Regions from separate parts of the Mus musculus genome. Here region 2 is linked to region 1. The links are chromatin contacts, called in public targeted proximity ligation maps. All regions are on one chromosome and are shown on one strand. The core of a region is the stretch at or near the end of the contact, and the rest is flanking DNA. Distances in the headings are between cores, read along the strand shown.

Region 1 (7,186 bases), core at 3,184-5,683:
TCAGGATGCTCTTAACTCCTAAACTCAAGATATCCTCCCTTGCGTGGTGATGGCCACACTTAGGAGGCAAAGGCAAGTGGATCTCAGCGTGCGAGGCCAGCCTGGGCAGCATCCTTCTATGTTAAGTATTGTGATTATAGATGTGTGCCACTGTGCCAGAGCTGATATTCTACTATAAAGTCAGTTTCTTCTTAAATACCACTTTAAAAAAATGTTCAAGTTAAGACTGACAACTAGAAAAACCTCATTTAATAAAAAATGACATTAATTCTCAAAGTCCTTTTTTGTTTTATTTTTTGATATCAAGGGACATTTTAAGCTTGTAATTCTATTTTTTATCAGAGCCTCTAGAGAGATAGGGTCTGGCTATGAAGCCCAAGCTGATATCAGATTTGGAATAATCTCCCTGTGTCTTTTTCCTCCTAGTGCTGGCATTACAGATATGTATCACAGTGACTGGGACCAACTTCCAGATTTTCTTTTCCACCCGTTTGCGTCAGAGCCTTTCTCTTCAATCTCGGTTGCTCAATCCCTGCTCTCCCCATCTTCCTCAAGCAATCAAAGCCTCTGTCTAGTTCTCATACTCACCCGATCACGTCCACTCTTAGCCAGTGAGACATTGGCAACAGGGAAAGAGCAGAGAGAGGCGGTGGAGGAATCACAGTCTGTCCTAAATGAGAAGGGATGAACAATGCTTTGTGAGGTGCCAGCCTGCCCAGCCTACCTGCTCACACACCTAGTCTCTAGGGCCCCTCCCCTCACTCATCCCTTTTCCCCATTACAGGAAATGGAGAACAGAAGTGGACACTAGAGTCAGGAGATCCTAATAAGACTTTCATTCTCTTCCTCATGAGAACAGAACCCATAGGGAGGAGCCGAAGGACACTCAGGGTTTCTATAGGCTCCCTTGAAGATCTCAGGGCATGTGGATTTTAGGGTCCCTCTCCTAAAGAGTCTGATTCAGCAGTTCTGGACTAGGTTGGAAAAAGAAATTCATCCTAAAGGACCTATGGATATGTCTTTTAAAGATAAATTATACGCAAAACTGCACATAGTATATGGTACACAGCTCCTACCTCAGTATACATACATATACCCCATGTATGTAAGACTCGTGCTCCCTTGGGGCTGGAGAGATGGCCCATTGGTCAAGAGCACTGGTTACTCTTGCAGAGGACCTGAGTTCAATTCCCAGCAACCACGTGGCAGCTCACGACCGCCTGTAACTCCAGTTGCAGGGGATCTGACACCTTCACACAACCACACGGGCAGGCAAAACACCAATGCACATGAAACAAAAATAATTATTAAAAAAGGATTCATGTTCCCTAAGTGTTTACATGGGTCTACCTTAGAAATGACAACACAAGATTAGGGATTTGGGACAGGGGAAAAAAAGGTTTTAAACCAATGATCATAAAAGCGTTTTCTGTATATGTTAATTTGTCTCATAGCCATTGCTGGGAGACATACAGAGACTTTGGCAGTGTGAGTAAAATGGATATGAACTCGAAGGCTAGGTTAGCAGTAGGACTGCCTTGGGTTACTGAATGTACCATTGGGGGTGAGTGGCAGTACACTAAAAGGCAAAGGAGGTATTTCCTAATAGCTCACGTGTTAATAAAGCCAGTGTAATTCTTAGATGCCATGGCAGTTGAATTGGCTCAAAGGTTTCATGCAACCTCAACAGAACAGACGCTGAGCCCTACTTGGTCTAAAAGTGATTTTTTTTTTTTTTCGAGACAGGGTTTCTCTGTGCAGTCCTGGCTGTCCTGGAACTCACTCTGTAGACCAGGCTGGCCTCGAACTCAGAAATCCACCTGCCTCTGCCTCCCAAGTGCTGGGATTACAGGCATGCACCACCACTGCCCGGCTAAAAGTGACTTTCTTTTCCTAGTCTTTTTTTTTTTTTTAGACCCCTTTGAGACAAGTTCTCAACCTGTCTTCCAGGCTGGCCTGGAACTCATGCTAATTCTCCCAACTCAGCCTCCCCAGACTGGTATTACACACGTGACCAGGCTCTTTTTCTCAGTTCTTAACCACAATTTCCAGCAGAGGCAGACCTAGAACCCTAAAGCCCTACCAGCCCAGACCTGCTCAAGCCTTGGCTCAGGAGGGCAGAAGTCCTGATAGCACACTAGAATAAGATTTCACCCTCGGTCAATACTGGGATTCAACAGAGGAGAGACTCCACAAGTCCCTGAAGTAATTTTCAAGTTAAGATCCATCTACTTGAATGGAGCAGCCTTCTCACCTGTAGTGGAAGTGCACAGGGCTGAGGTGGCTGACCGTCGGCATGTAGGAGTAGTAGAAGGAGCCATAGAGGAACACAGACACCCAAAGCAAAAGAAGGATGGTGCAGAAGAGCACCCCAAACTGCAGCATCAGCCTGCGGGCACGGCCTGCCAAGACGTGGCCCACTTCCTGGGCCCACAGTAAGGCGGGGACTGGTGGGTCATTGACCATGATGGGGACAGCAGGGGGTCTGGCCCCAGCCTCAGGCTTTGAGTTCCTGGCTGGTCTTCCACAGGGACGATACCCTTGGCCATGGGATAGGGCAGCTGAAGGTTCCTGGAGAAAGAGAAGGGAAAAGACAGTTTCTTTTCCAGGGTAGCTGGAGACAAAAAAGCTTATTCAACTGGCTTTGAAAACTAGAGGTAGCAGGGCAAAGCAAAGTCATTGCTTCACATGCGCTTCTCTTCCAATTACTCCTTCACCTCCCTCCACTGAGTGTGCTTCCAGCCTCTTCCTCCAGTTTCGGGAGCCTGGGACAAACCTCCTTGATACATTCACAGAAGTATAACGTACAGAGAACGAGGCCTTTAAATCTCTCTCGAAACCCAGATGACATGGATCCAAAATGCCAGAGGTTTGCAAGGAGGTGAGTGACTTGCCTAAGGTTGCACAGCCGGCCAGTCTGGCTCAAAGCCAGCAGCCTTAGAGCAGTCAAAATTGCCTCCCAAGAGTTTCTTTCCTCTGCCTGGACCTGTGCTCGCTCACGGAGGAAGTGACCCCTACCCCCGCACAGCACCCTGTGGCCGACGCTGCGGCGCCCACCCCTGGGGTAATGCGGTGTACACCAGATCGCCACCGCGGCGAGGCAGACTCACCGGCCTCTCGCTGCCCAGGCAATATACAGAAGGCAGTTCCGGCTGCCGAGGAAGCCCCGCCCAACTGTCAATCGCCTACAGGGGCTGAGCCTTGCATAGAGGGCAGAGCCTGTAAAATGCTTTGCTCCCCAGTGTCTCTGCCCATTACACTTTAGTTAAGTGACCAAAGGACCCATTATAATCTCCAACGCAGTCTGGGACTCCTTGGTCCTCCTTTCCAGGCCTCAACCACAACCCTCTGCCCATACCTTTACCACCTGTCTTTTCAGTGTGATTGAATGGAGGTGTGAAATAAATGCTGATTTTGTTTTGTTTTGTTTTGTTTGTTTGTTTTTTGTAAATTCAGTAGAGTTCCTTGGGCCTGTAGGAGTCCAACTGGAGCTCAGAGAGCCTTGCACCCTGCCAGAATCTGAATCTTGTGTGTTGTGTGCGCAGATGGTGCCGTCCGCTAGTCAAGCGTGGCGGCATTTCAACCCCTTTCAGTCTCCAGTTTTTATGCTGCGTGATTGACCTTCTGTGACCCACGTGATGCAGCCAACCTCAAAATCCCTACAAAAAACCATGAGACTAGATTTCTGATGGTGGCATCGTCTGGATAACGTCCTCCAGGAGGCAAGGCCAATGCACATCTTTTTGAATAGTAGTAATCCACTCAAATTACATGAAAAATTTCCAATCGATTCCCTATTTCCCCAGTGCCAACTCTTGCCACCCTACTCCCCACTCCGAGAAGCCCACCTGTGTTCACAACATTCACACTAACTCTCGTGGCAAGGTGCCTTACCTCGTCTTTGTCTGATCCTTTGATCTGGTCTCTGCATGTCTCTCTTGCCCCAGCTTCTCTTCTTTGATGTATCATTTCTTTAGCTATCTTCCTGATGGGTTACCTCTGGGTCTCCCAGCTCGCGTCACTCACGTGGTAGAAAGTGGTGATCTAGAAGCTGATCACCTGTAGAGTGTTACATTTTCCTAGCTCTGAAGAACGGTGGGTCACTGAAAGAAACCAAGATTCAGGTGCTAAGTGCTGTGTCAGGGTGGGGGTGGGGGTGGGGGAGCAGCAGCCCAGCTGATGTCAGACTTTCAAATGAGCAGGGTCTTCCGCAGTGGGGACAGACTCTAATGCAGGGGCTGTCACAGGCCCAGACCACCCCATTTGAGAGGGGAGCCTGCTTCTGCCTCAGGCCCTTTGGGGAGCTATCTAGTTTAGACTAAGGACTTGTACAATGGCAGGGGCAGGTAGTGAGAGAGCAGCAGTGAGGGTGTGCACAGGGGATGCAAACAGCAGACTGACTCCCCCACTGTCCAGGCAGTTGGTATGCGCCAGAATCAGCAGCTCCTTCTAGCATCCTTCATCCTTCAGGTACCAGCCATCTGGGCAGAACTTAAGCTGTGGAGACTGAGACCACCCCTCCAAGGATCTCGTCTGAGCATCTCTAGTGACCTTCTCTGCATTAACTGTCAGTGCTACGGATATTTTTAGCTCCAAGTCCTGGCAGGGTGGGGCACCTATCTGAGGCAGGGTTTGGTGCCCCCTCCCCACTGACCCTACATCCCTGGCTGCCGCTGCTGTTACTTCAGGTGAGTAGAAAGCAGCTTTTTTTCTCTTCAGGGCTTGAGGGGGGACAGGTGGCTGATGTGATTTCATCAGGGTGGGGCTCTTTCTGACTGAGGCTTTCATTGCTGGTAACATATTTGGCTCAAAGACTTAAAATCCTTAAATCGTTTGTATAATTTGATGACCAGGACCCAGGGGTTAGGAGAATATTTCATTTTATCTTCTCCATTCTCCCTACTTAAAAAAAAAAAAAAAAAAGAAAGAAAAAAAAACCTGGGATGGCCACTGGAGAATGGGGGCACAATCCCAGGTGTGTGGTTGTGAAGAGCTGAGTGTTTCAGCTGACTGTCTTTACTCCAGGATGAAAGGGGAGACCCCCGTTAACAGCACTATGAGTATTGGTCAAGCACGCAAGATGGTGGAACAGCTTAAGATTGAGGCCAGCTTGTGCCGGATAAAGGTGGGTGCGACCCTGGCTCCCATCAGCCCTTCAGGGCTCAGCTGTGGGTTTGCAATACCCTCCCCTCCCCCCTCCCCCCAAGAAAAGATGCTTCTTTTCTTGACACCCTGAGGTCAGTGGCAGAAACTGGGCTTTGTCAGCAAAGTTGTTCCCGAGGACTGGCGTTGGGGGAGAGGGCTGTCTCAAAGGGCACTAGAAACAAAAAGATAGTCTATTGGAGAAGAGAACTGCAGTCCCTTTCAGGAATTCTGGTTAATGTATCCCTTCCTGGCTGGGTTCCAGGTGTCCAAGGCAGCAGCAGACCTGATGACATACTGTGATGCCCACGCTTGTGAGGACCCCCTCATCACTCCTGTGCCCACTTCCGAGAACCCCTTCCGGGAGAAGAAGTTCTTCTGTGCGCTCCTCTGAAGAGCGGTGGACCTCCTCTGAACTCATCGCCCCCTCCCAGACCCGCCCTTAGATTGGAAATTGTAGTAGATCACTTCTACCCGCATTTACCCGGAGATTATTTGAAGCACAAGGCCCTCCTTACCCATGTCTACCCCATCTCCTCACCCTTTCAGGCTAACTCCAAGCACCTTCTACTCTATCTATAAAGGGACCCCGCTAAACTGCCAAAATCCTGCCTGTTTCCCTCGGTGATCCATCCGTTCAGGCAATGGAGAGGGGGATGCCCGGGTGCTCACCTGGAGCTATGAAAGGTAAAGGCATTTGAAGAATAAAGTCATTCAGAGCCTCAGAGGACAACGTCTGTGTTAGCGTTCTTGGGAAAGAGGATCCTTAATCGATACACTTGCCATATCCAGGGAACAGGGCCAGTCGAGCCCGTTAGACATTGTAAGGATTGGAGATCGCAAAGTATAAGGTGCCCGAGCGCCCCCAGTGGGGGGTTGTTAAAACGAGCGCTCAGAAGCCGCGGAGCATTCACACGAGCGCGCAACGTAAGCGGCGAGAACCACACAAGGGCGAGCAGGGTGGGTTTCCGCAGGCCCAGGGACAGCAGCCCCGGGGGGAGGTGGCCCGAGAGGCCGTGGGGCGGGACAGGGCGACTCGGCGCGGCAGCCAATGCCCAAGATGGCGGCTGCCTGTTCGTACCCGCATGGAGGCACGCGCCGAGGGTGCTCTTAAAATGGCGGTCCCCAGCGTTCCCAATAGGGAACGATCCCTTATGCGATCCTCTGGTCTTAAAATGGCTGCCCCTGCCCTCTCAAAGTCAGAGTCAGGTTCTCTGTCCCATAGAATCTGGAACTAGACATGCTTTGGAGACCAATCACGGGGAGTGGGGATGGGGAGACACCTAAAGCAGTCATGGGTTCTTAAGTTCAGTGTGGTGACCAACACTCCGGAGGTGTTGGACACACACAGAGGCAGATGGATCTCTGAGTTCCAAGCCAGCCACGACGACACACAATACACAATGAAATCCTGACTTAAAACAACCAGTCACTAGGACTGGGACCCAAGAAGCCCAGAGTGAGTTTTGCATAAGAATCTCGCCTGAGTAGAGGTTCCCTTTGAGGTGTATGTAATAACACAAATGTGTTAAACAGGCCATCTTGGAGCACCCTGTTCCTTGGTCTCTGTGGGATCTAAATAAGTAATAAATTTGTTTTCTTGTTGAATTGGGGCTTTTTTATTTTCTCCTCAAGGTAACTGAAAACATCACAAGGGTTCAGAATGTCGTCTGACTGGAAACCATGTCTCAAGAATGCCTCCTAGAGTGAGATCCCGGCAAAGGGTTAGGGGATCCAGGCCACCGCCTAGAAGCTTTTTGGTCTGAGTGAACGTACATATATGTTTTGGATCCTGGGCTACATTTAAATGTCCTAGTTGTTTTGTTTTTGTTTTTATTCTTTTTGGTTTTTCGAGACAGGGTTTCTCTGTATAGCCCTGGCTGTCCTGGAACTCACTTTGTAGACCAGGCTGGCCTCAAACTCAGAGATCCGCCTGCCTCTGCCTCCCTGAATGCTGGGATTAAAGGCGTGCGCCACCATGCCCGGCTGTTCTAGTTTTAGGTGACAAATCGTTCTGGGTAGGAAGGTCTAACTATTCCCTGGG
Region 2 (7,316 bases), core at 4,355-6,854, 230 kb before region 1:
AGCCACCACTGCCCTGCCTCCAGAGCCATGGTGGCATAGAGTGTCCCTTAGTTTCCGGGCCAAGTCCTGCAGGGAGTCCAGTAACTCTGCAATCTCCTCCAGACACCGGGAGTCATCATAGGAACCCTGGTGGTTTAGGGAAAGTTTAAAATAACATTTATACATGAGAGGGAGTGGGGGCTAGTTCCATCAGCTATTCTCCACCTCAGTTGTCCCCAGTGACTCTCAACGGATGTCAGAGGCCATCTGTACAGCAAGCACTCTCCATTGTATGCTTTCGGGTGCCTGGCCCTCCCTTTGTCTGGGTAGGTGCCAGGAAAGCCAAGCCTAGCTGTTCAGGGCATTGTTCTGCCTCAGAAGAGGATCTTGAAAGCAGAAGGAAATTAGAAACAACCACACAATGAATACCAGATTCTCCTTTCTCCCTGCTCTGGTTGCCAAGAGGCTGAGCATGGCTAGCTGTCAGCACACCCCGCCTAGCACTTTTTGCCTTCCAGGATGTCTGCACAGCAAGAAGGGCTGGCCCCAATCACCTCAAGGGTTCTCATTTATCTCCACTGCCTCCCTTTCCTTTCTCCAGCTAGATGCTGACTCTCTGAGGGCAGAAACGCATCTAGTACTTCTTCTCCATTAATTAGAAAGTTCCCGTTACTCCGTGTTTGGTGACTATTTCCATGTGGACAGATGTGATGATACAAGAGCAATGGTCTAGGCACATTCCTAAACATTCCACTTCAGGGGCCCCTGCCATCGCGCCTGATACTGATAGTGATAGGCCTTTGCAGTATGAACATGCTGCTAAACTGCCTTCTAACTAAATACTTACATTTTTACCCATAGATTAGTGCTGCCCTCAACCCTGGCCAGAGAAGCTTCTCTCTACAGTGGGCAGCAGCCAAGGCAAAGACGCATAACAGTCAAAGAGCTGAGACTAAGTGAGTACTGAGTGTTCAGCCCTAAATAGGTCATCTCTGCTAACCCCTCCCCACAAGGCTCAGGGAACATATTGGAAGGGGGACGAAAGAACGTAAGAACTTGAAGTTGGAGAGAAGTGCTGTAAGTCACTGGCATCTAGATGGGACATGGCCGCTGCACCCGTGGACTCACTGCAGCTATAGCTGCCTGTGCAGGAACTGCACAAGATCAGTTCGCATTCCAACCAGCAGCACTAACTGCACTCTATAGGCCACAAAAAGAGAGAGAGGCAAAGCGGGAAAGGGGTACGTCTTGACCCCTGGGGGATTGATAGGGGGCAGTTGGAATGGATGCAAGCAAGATACATTGTTTACATGAAGGAATTCTTCCAAGAATAAGTGAAAGGTATTCTATTAAAAATAATAAGAACAAATAAACTCCCATGTCAGAGACCACAAAGCAGAGAGAGTCCGGGTGGACCAAGCCAGAGTCAGACACTATTGACTTGAGCAGTCTGTTGAGTCCTAACAAACCTGTTCAACATCAACCTGTCCCAGCAGCCCCACATGCATACACAGAGCCCTCCTTCGTTCCAAGCCCTACCCCAGGTGCCAGATGAAGAGGGTGGCCTAGAAGGAAGTGTCCCTTCTGAACTCACACCTACACAGCACAGAGAAACCACTGTGAGGACACAGGAGCTCACATTTCTCAGAGCAGTCTGCATGTTCCTTCTTGCTGAGAACTTTTTCTTCTAAAATGCCTTTTTTCCCTCCTGGATGGGCCGTTATTCATTTTAACATAATGTTATGTCTTTAGCCTCCTACGTAAGTAGACACTAGTTTTAAATGTTGCAGGCTATCAAGCACGTATATCTAGCCAAACTTCTGTTTGCTTTTTTGTCATATCCATAGAAACCATGTGAATAAACAGAGGAGGACGATTTGGCTCCTAGTCCTACTAGCTGGCCTCATGCCATCATTCCCCCCAAACAGAGGAGGACGGATGCCAGAAGGAAGGAACCAGTAGTAATGGTGACAAAAAAAAAAACCCTATCTTATGCTGGGGCACACTGAAAGGTCAGGCTCCCCTGGGGGTGGGGGGTGGGGCGATATATGGTGAGGAGCCAGTGCATTTTGACTGTAGTGGAGAGGAAGGAGACAAACTGCCACTACCTGGCGCTGTATAGATGAGGTCCCAGGCTTGGAGGATGTCAACAAGGCCCAGCTTATAAGCATTAGACCGGGATCCCAACTGAGTTGTTTGGCCAACTCAGGGACACACACACAAAAGCCATCTGCCCACCTAACTCTTCAGGGCTTAGGAGTTTTACACTAAGTGACCTGAACTCTCTGGATTCCATCTCATGGCAGTCACACCCATGGCTGTCTATGTGGCCACTCCATCCATCAACAAGAAAACTCAAGGATGGATCCATGCTTGGACGTCTCAGTGTATAGCCACACAGATGGGATATTTTTGAAGAATCTGTCTTGTCAGAATGTTAAAGATAAAGAAAAAGCCAAGGATAAAAATACAATCTCAAAACATCAGCGTCAGCCCATTTTCCCACAAAAGAAAAACGCATCTGCAGGCAGTTGGGCGTCTTCATGTCCTGTCCTAGTGTTGTAAAATGCATCTGCCTTTTCTCAGAAAAGTGCCCCATCTCAGTGACAATCATCTGATTGTCCCTGTGGATCCTTCAAAGCATGGAGATCTACTATCCTACCTTGGTTCAAAACTTTTACCCTCAGGCTGAGGAGATAGCTTAGTGGAGGTAAAGTGCTTGCCATGCAAATGAGAATAGCTAAATTCAGTCCCCAGGACCCGTGCAATCCCAGCACCAGCAAGGCAGAAACATGCAGGTCACTAGGGCTCAGCAGCCAGCCAGCCTAAACTAGTCTGTGAGCCCCAGGCCAGTGAGAGACCCTGTCTCAAACAAACAAACAAACAAACAAACAAAAAACAACAACATGGTGGACAGTACCTGAGGAACAGCACCCAAGGTTGAGTTCAGACCTCTACATGCACACACACATGCAATTGCCCCTGTACACATATGTGTGCACACACAAACGTGCGCATGCACTCACACAATCCACCACAACAAAAACCTTTAACTTCTCTCTCCTGATGCCTCTTCTCTCAAAATCAGCCTCAAATGAAGAAGACCTCCCATGTCCACCTCCTGTACTGTCCCTCCACAGTGACTGTCCCACTGTCCTCTTAGGTTCAGCAGCCAACTTCCTGATAGTCTACCTTCTCCTCCCGAGTGTCAGTAAGTCCTAAGCCCTTACATCAGTAGGAAAGCCCAGCAACTCTATAAAAGCTGTCATCTCAAGAGCTAAAGGGCTGTTAAGCATCAAATGCAGAGGCTGCTCCTCAGCATCCACCCCACCTGATCTCCCTGTATCCGTCAGCCCTGTGTGTGTATGGAAAACAGTGTTCAGTGCTTAGCCCCAAGCCATTGCTTCTCCTTGGGTAGCAGAATCCTTTTGGGTTACAAATGGAAAAGTGATTCTTTGATTTCAGTGGGTTAGACAGTCCCTGATTGAAGCTCAGGTACGAAGCCTTTCTTACCTGCAGGAAAAGATTAGCTAGCTCTAGGAATAACATGTCTACCACCAATGTTCCACCAATAAAAAGGACTAAAGAGACATGTCTGTTCTGGGCTGCCAGGTTACCCTCTTCTAGAGTTCACATTGCAGTGGGGAGACACTATAAAAAAGACAATAAATAAAAATCTTCATATTGTGTGACCAGGCATGTAGCTCCATTAGGGCAATGCTTGCCTGGCATGTCCAAAGTCTTTGGTTCGATCACCAGCAACACGTAAATCAGCCATAGTGGCTCACATCCATAATAGTAGCATAGGAGGTGGAGGCAAAAAGATCAGAAGTTCAGGATCATCATCAGCTACAAATCAAGTATATTCCAGGCCAGCCTGGGGTAGGTGAGACCGAACGTGAGGTCAGGACACAGGCTGAATGAAAAGAAACAGTTGGTTAAGACCGTGTAAAATGCATCTGCCTTTTCTCAGAAAAGTGCCCCATCTCAGTGACAATCATCTGATTGTCCCTGTGGATCCTTCAAAGCATGGAGATCTACTATCCTACCTTGGTTCAAAACTTTTACCCTCAGGCTGAGGAGATAGCTTAGTGGAGGTAAAGTGCTTGCCATGCAAATGAGAATAGCTAAATTCAGTCCCCAGGACCCGTGCAATCCCAGCACCAGCAAGGCAGAAACATGCAGGTCACTAGGGCTCAGCAGCCAGCCATGTAAATGGGGTTGTGGAACCTGCTTGGGTGGTAAGTAGTGATCTAGCAGGGAAGACTTAACTGGGATTTAAAGATTGGAAAGACGTGGGCCAAGCAAAGCCAAGAAAGAGCATCCTGACAGACAGTGAGAACCCTGGTAGAGCATGGGAGGAAAGACTAGCTACATCTAGGGGAGTACAAGGGTGCCAAGATAAAGAAAATGACTTACATAGGGGCTATTGAGGAAGCTGAGATCTGAGATAGAACTTTAGACAGCACAGAAAGTGAGTAGTCATGCCGAAAGTGCCAGGCAGCTGGAAGTCAAGGTGGAGAGGCAGATTTGTAGCCCTGGAGACCCCTGTGGTTGAAATGCAGAACCTGCATGAGAGGCAGAGAAACTGTGAAGAGAAGCGGAGGTGGCTGCACAGAAGCCCCATGTGGGGATTTCCAAAGTAGTAATGGTGTTGCCCTCAGGGGGCAGGAGGAGCGGGTGGGGAGATGAGGAGCACGGAGGAGCGGGTGGGGAGGTGGGAGCACCCACAGTTCATCACGGTTTTGTTTCTGCCTGGACCACAGTGGCGCTCACAGGAGGAGAAGCAGCTTCCAGAGAGGGGAAGGGAATCATTCTGGATTCCGGTTTTGACTTCTATTGTATAAATGCTGAATTTGCCTGCCAAGAAAAGAGGGTAGCAGCACACACCTGTAACTCCAGCACTCAGGAGACTAAGGCAAAAGGACTGCTGAGAGACCCAGGCCCACCTGAGCTACAAGCTGAGATTTGTTTCCAAACAAAACAAAATTCAGGCAAAAAAAACTCAGACATATAAGACCAAAACAAAAAAAAAAAATTTTTTAAGAATTTTAATTTAAAAACAGGGAAGCTAATTAACTAGAAATGACCAGCCTAGAAGTGAGATTAGACATCACACAGGTGGATATGTTCCTCTGAACAAAGGCAGAAAAGAAAACAAAGGGATGTGTTTGAGTTTTTAGGGGAGAGAAAGCTTTTTCTTCACTTCTCCTTGTGGTGTTAAATTGTCACAGCCTATCAACTCTAAATCCAAAACATTCCTAAAATCTATCTCTCTCTACTTCCATCTGTAACCCTCCCAGTGCTCATGAGTTCTCCACTAATGAATTTGAGTCAGTTGCTGCCTCTGCTCCCTTCAGCTCATCTTCCACTATGGCGTTTGTGAGATGAACACATACCCACATACCCAAATACACACACACATACCCACATACCCAAACACATACATACACGCATACACACTAAGCTGCAGCAGAAACACAGAGCGGAAAGAAAGGGATGAACTCAGAGAAACCACTGTGGAACAACACAGATTTTCCCAGGCCTGAGCTAGAGAAGCACCAGCTGCTGGGAGAGCCAGGTGTCTAGACTGGTTACCAAGGCAACCAAAGAGTGCACTAGCAGATGCAGAGAGCACACCCTCTTCTTCACCCTACAGTGACAGGAACGGCTTTATGAGCCCAGTTTACTGGTTCCAACCCATGCGATTTTACTGGTACCACCCAGCACCTGGCATACCAGGGGACACTCTAAAGTGGGAAACAGCCACAAAAGTCACAATGACTAACCCTTACTGCGTTGTTATAGTGTTCCAGGCACTGTGCCAAGTGTTTTACATGAATAAAATATCTATGAAGTTAAGATCAGACATGAAGACACCAAGGTTTAGGGAGATTGAGGAACGGTTAACAGCATTAACTTCCTGTTTGGACAGCTGGCTTGTCTCCGCCCTTCTGCTGAGTGAATGGGCTCTGTGGACTCTCCTAGCTCAGCTCTAAGGTAGGATTAAATAAGATGAGTCATGTTGAAGCATTTTAGCTAATGCCTAGCACAAAAATCATGGTTTCTATTGATCACTATAATTGCTGTTATGATTGATGGTTAGGATGTCGATCAAAACAAAAGCAAACTCATGTCTCTTTCTTACATGAAAACCACCAGTGGCTTCCTGCTCCTCACAGGAAGGTCTCACTATACCCTGCCTGCTGTAAAACACTCCAGCTGTGCTATGCCACACAGAACTTGCTAGACATGCTCTGCATGCTACTGCTGCCTCCCTGCCTAGAACATCCTCACTTTCCCAAAAGGAAGAAAGGTAGGCTGTCCAGCCTAGGGGCTGAGAAGATAAAGTGACTGCCATACAAGTATAAAGAACAGCCAGGCGTGGTGGCGCATGCCTTTAATCCCAGCATTTGGGAGGCAGAGGCAGGTGGATTTCGGATTTCTGAGTTCGAGGCCAGCCTGGTCTACAAAGTGAGTTCCAGGACAGCCAGGGCTATACAGAGAAACCCTGTCTCGAAACAAAACAAAACAAAACAAACAAACAAACAAACAAGTATAAGAAGCTAAGTCTAAAACCCCAGCACTCACATAAAAGCTGGTGGCATTGCTCATAACCCCAGCCCTTTGGTCTTACTGGCAGGCTTTACTGACCACCCCGCTCCAGAGTCTACAGAGTGAGTCCCAGGACAGCCAGAGCTACACAAAGAAACCCTGCCTCAAGAAACCAAACCAAACCAAACAAAAGTCATTGTGGATGATCAAGGAAGACACCAGACATTGACCTCTGGCCTCCTCATGAATATGGACACACACATAAATTCACAGTAAAGGCTGGGGAAGAAACTCCAAGAAAAGCAAATGTCTTAGAACCACTTTTTAGTGGAGTTTTAGTTGTATCAAGGACAGGTCTGGGTCTCATCTCTTTTCTACCAAAACTTCAGGTCAATCCTTGGAACAAGAATGCAGTTTAAAGGAAGCTAAGAGCATAAGGTATTTATGGCATAAGCCTAAGGCAAGATATGGGGTCAGAGGGAGGCTGTTCTAGCCTCGTTCCCTCCCAGAAACTTCCTCATTCCCAGACACTTATCTTCTGTTGTTTCACACCTTTTCCAGTCAGCCAAGTGATGGGACTATTGCTGGTAATTGCTTAGAATCATTTATTGGAATTAGTAGTAGTAGTAGTAGTAGTAGTAATAGTAGCAAAACCAGTAACAAAAAAGGAAAAGAAACCTAATCTCAAGGATAGGTGGCCTCTGATGGATAATTAGCCACATATTCCCATGAAACATGCTCAATGTGTCACAGGCCCAACCCAAAGAGAACAATAGTATAGT

Evidence for each region.
Region 2: a targeted proximity ligation map of effector CD8 T cells shows a contact between it and region 1, with 141 read pairs. A contact is called at or near these places in 14 of 39 promoter capture datasets (the 3T3-L1 cell line, the C10 cell line, the HPC-7 cell line and 10 more), 9 of 484 Hi-C or Micro-C datasets (B cells, CD8 T cells, the G1E-ER4 cell line and 5 more), 31 of 130 datasets of targeted methods (CD8 T cells, the NIH/3T3 cell line, T-cell acute lymphoblastic leukemia and 18 more) and 3 of 9 other capture datasets (adipose tissue, liver and pancreatic islet).

What each region holds. Positions count from the first base shown.
Region 1 is chr19:8,836,493-8,843,678 of GRCm38.p6, reverse strand. Gng3 (guanine nucleotide binding protein (G protein), gamma 3) reads left to right here and starts at 4,433. Exons shown (of 3, transcript NM_010316.3): 1 at 4,433-4,688; 2 at 5,026-5,125; 3 at 5,408-6,750. The coding sequence starts at 5,027. The coding sequence ends at 5,536. Bscl2 (Berardinelli-Seip congenital lipodystrophy 2 (seipin)) reads right to left here and starts at 6,212. Exons shown (of 12, transcript NM_001136064.3): 1 at 5,815-6,212; 2 at 3,895-4,103; 3 at 2,255-2,571; 4 at 589-670. The coding sequence starts at 3,969.
Region 2 is chr19:9,064,684-9,071,999 of GRCm38.p6, reverse strand. It overlaps a transcript of Ahnak not described here. Among named protein-coding and RNA genes, the nearest start is that of Scgb1a1, 20 kb to the left of the region's middle.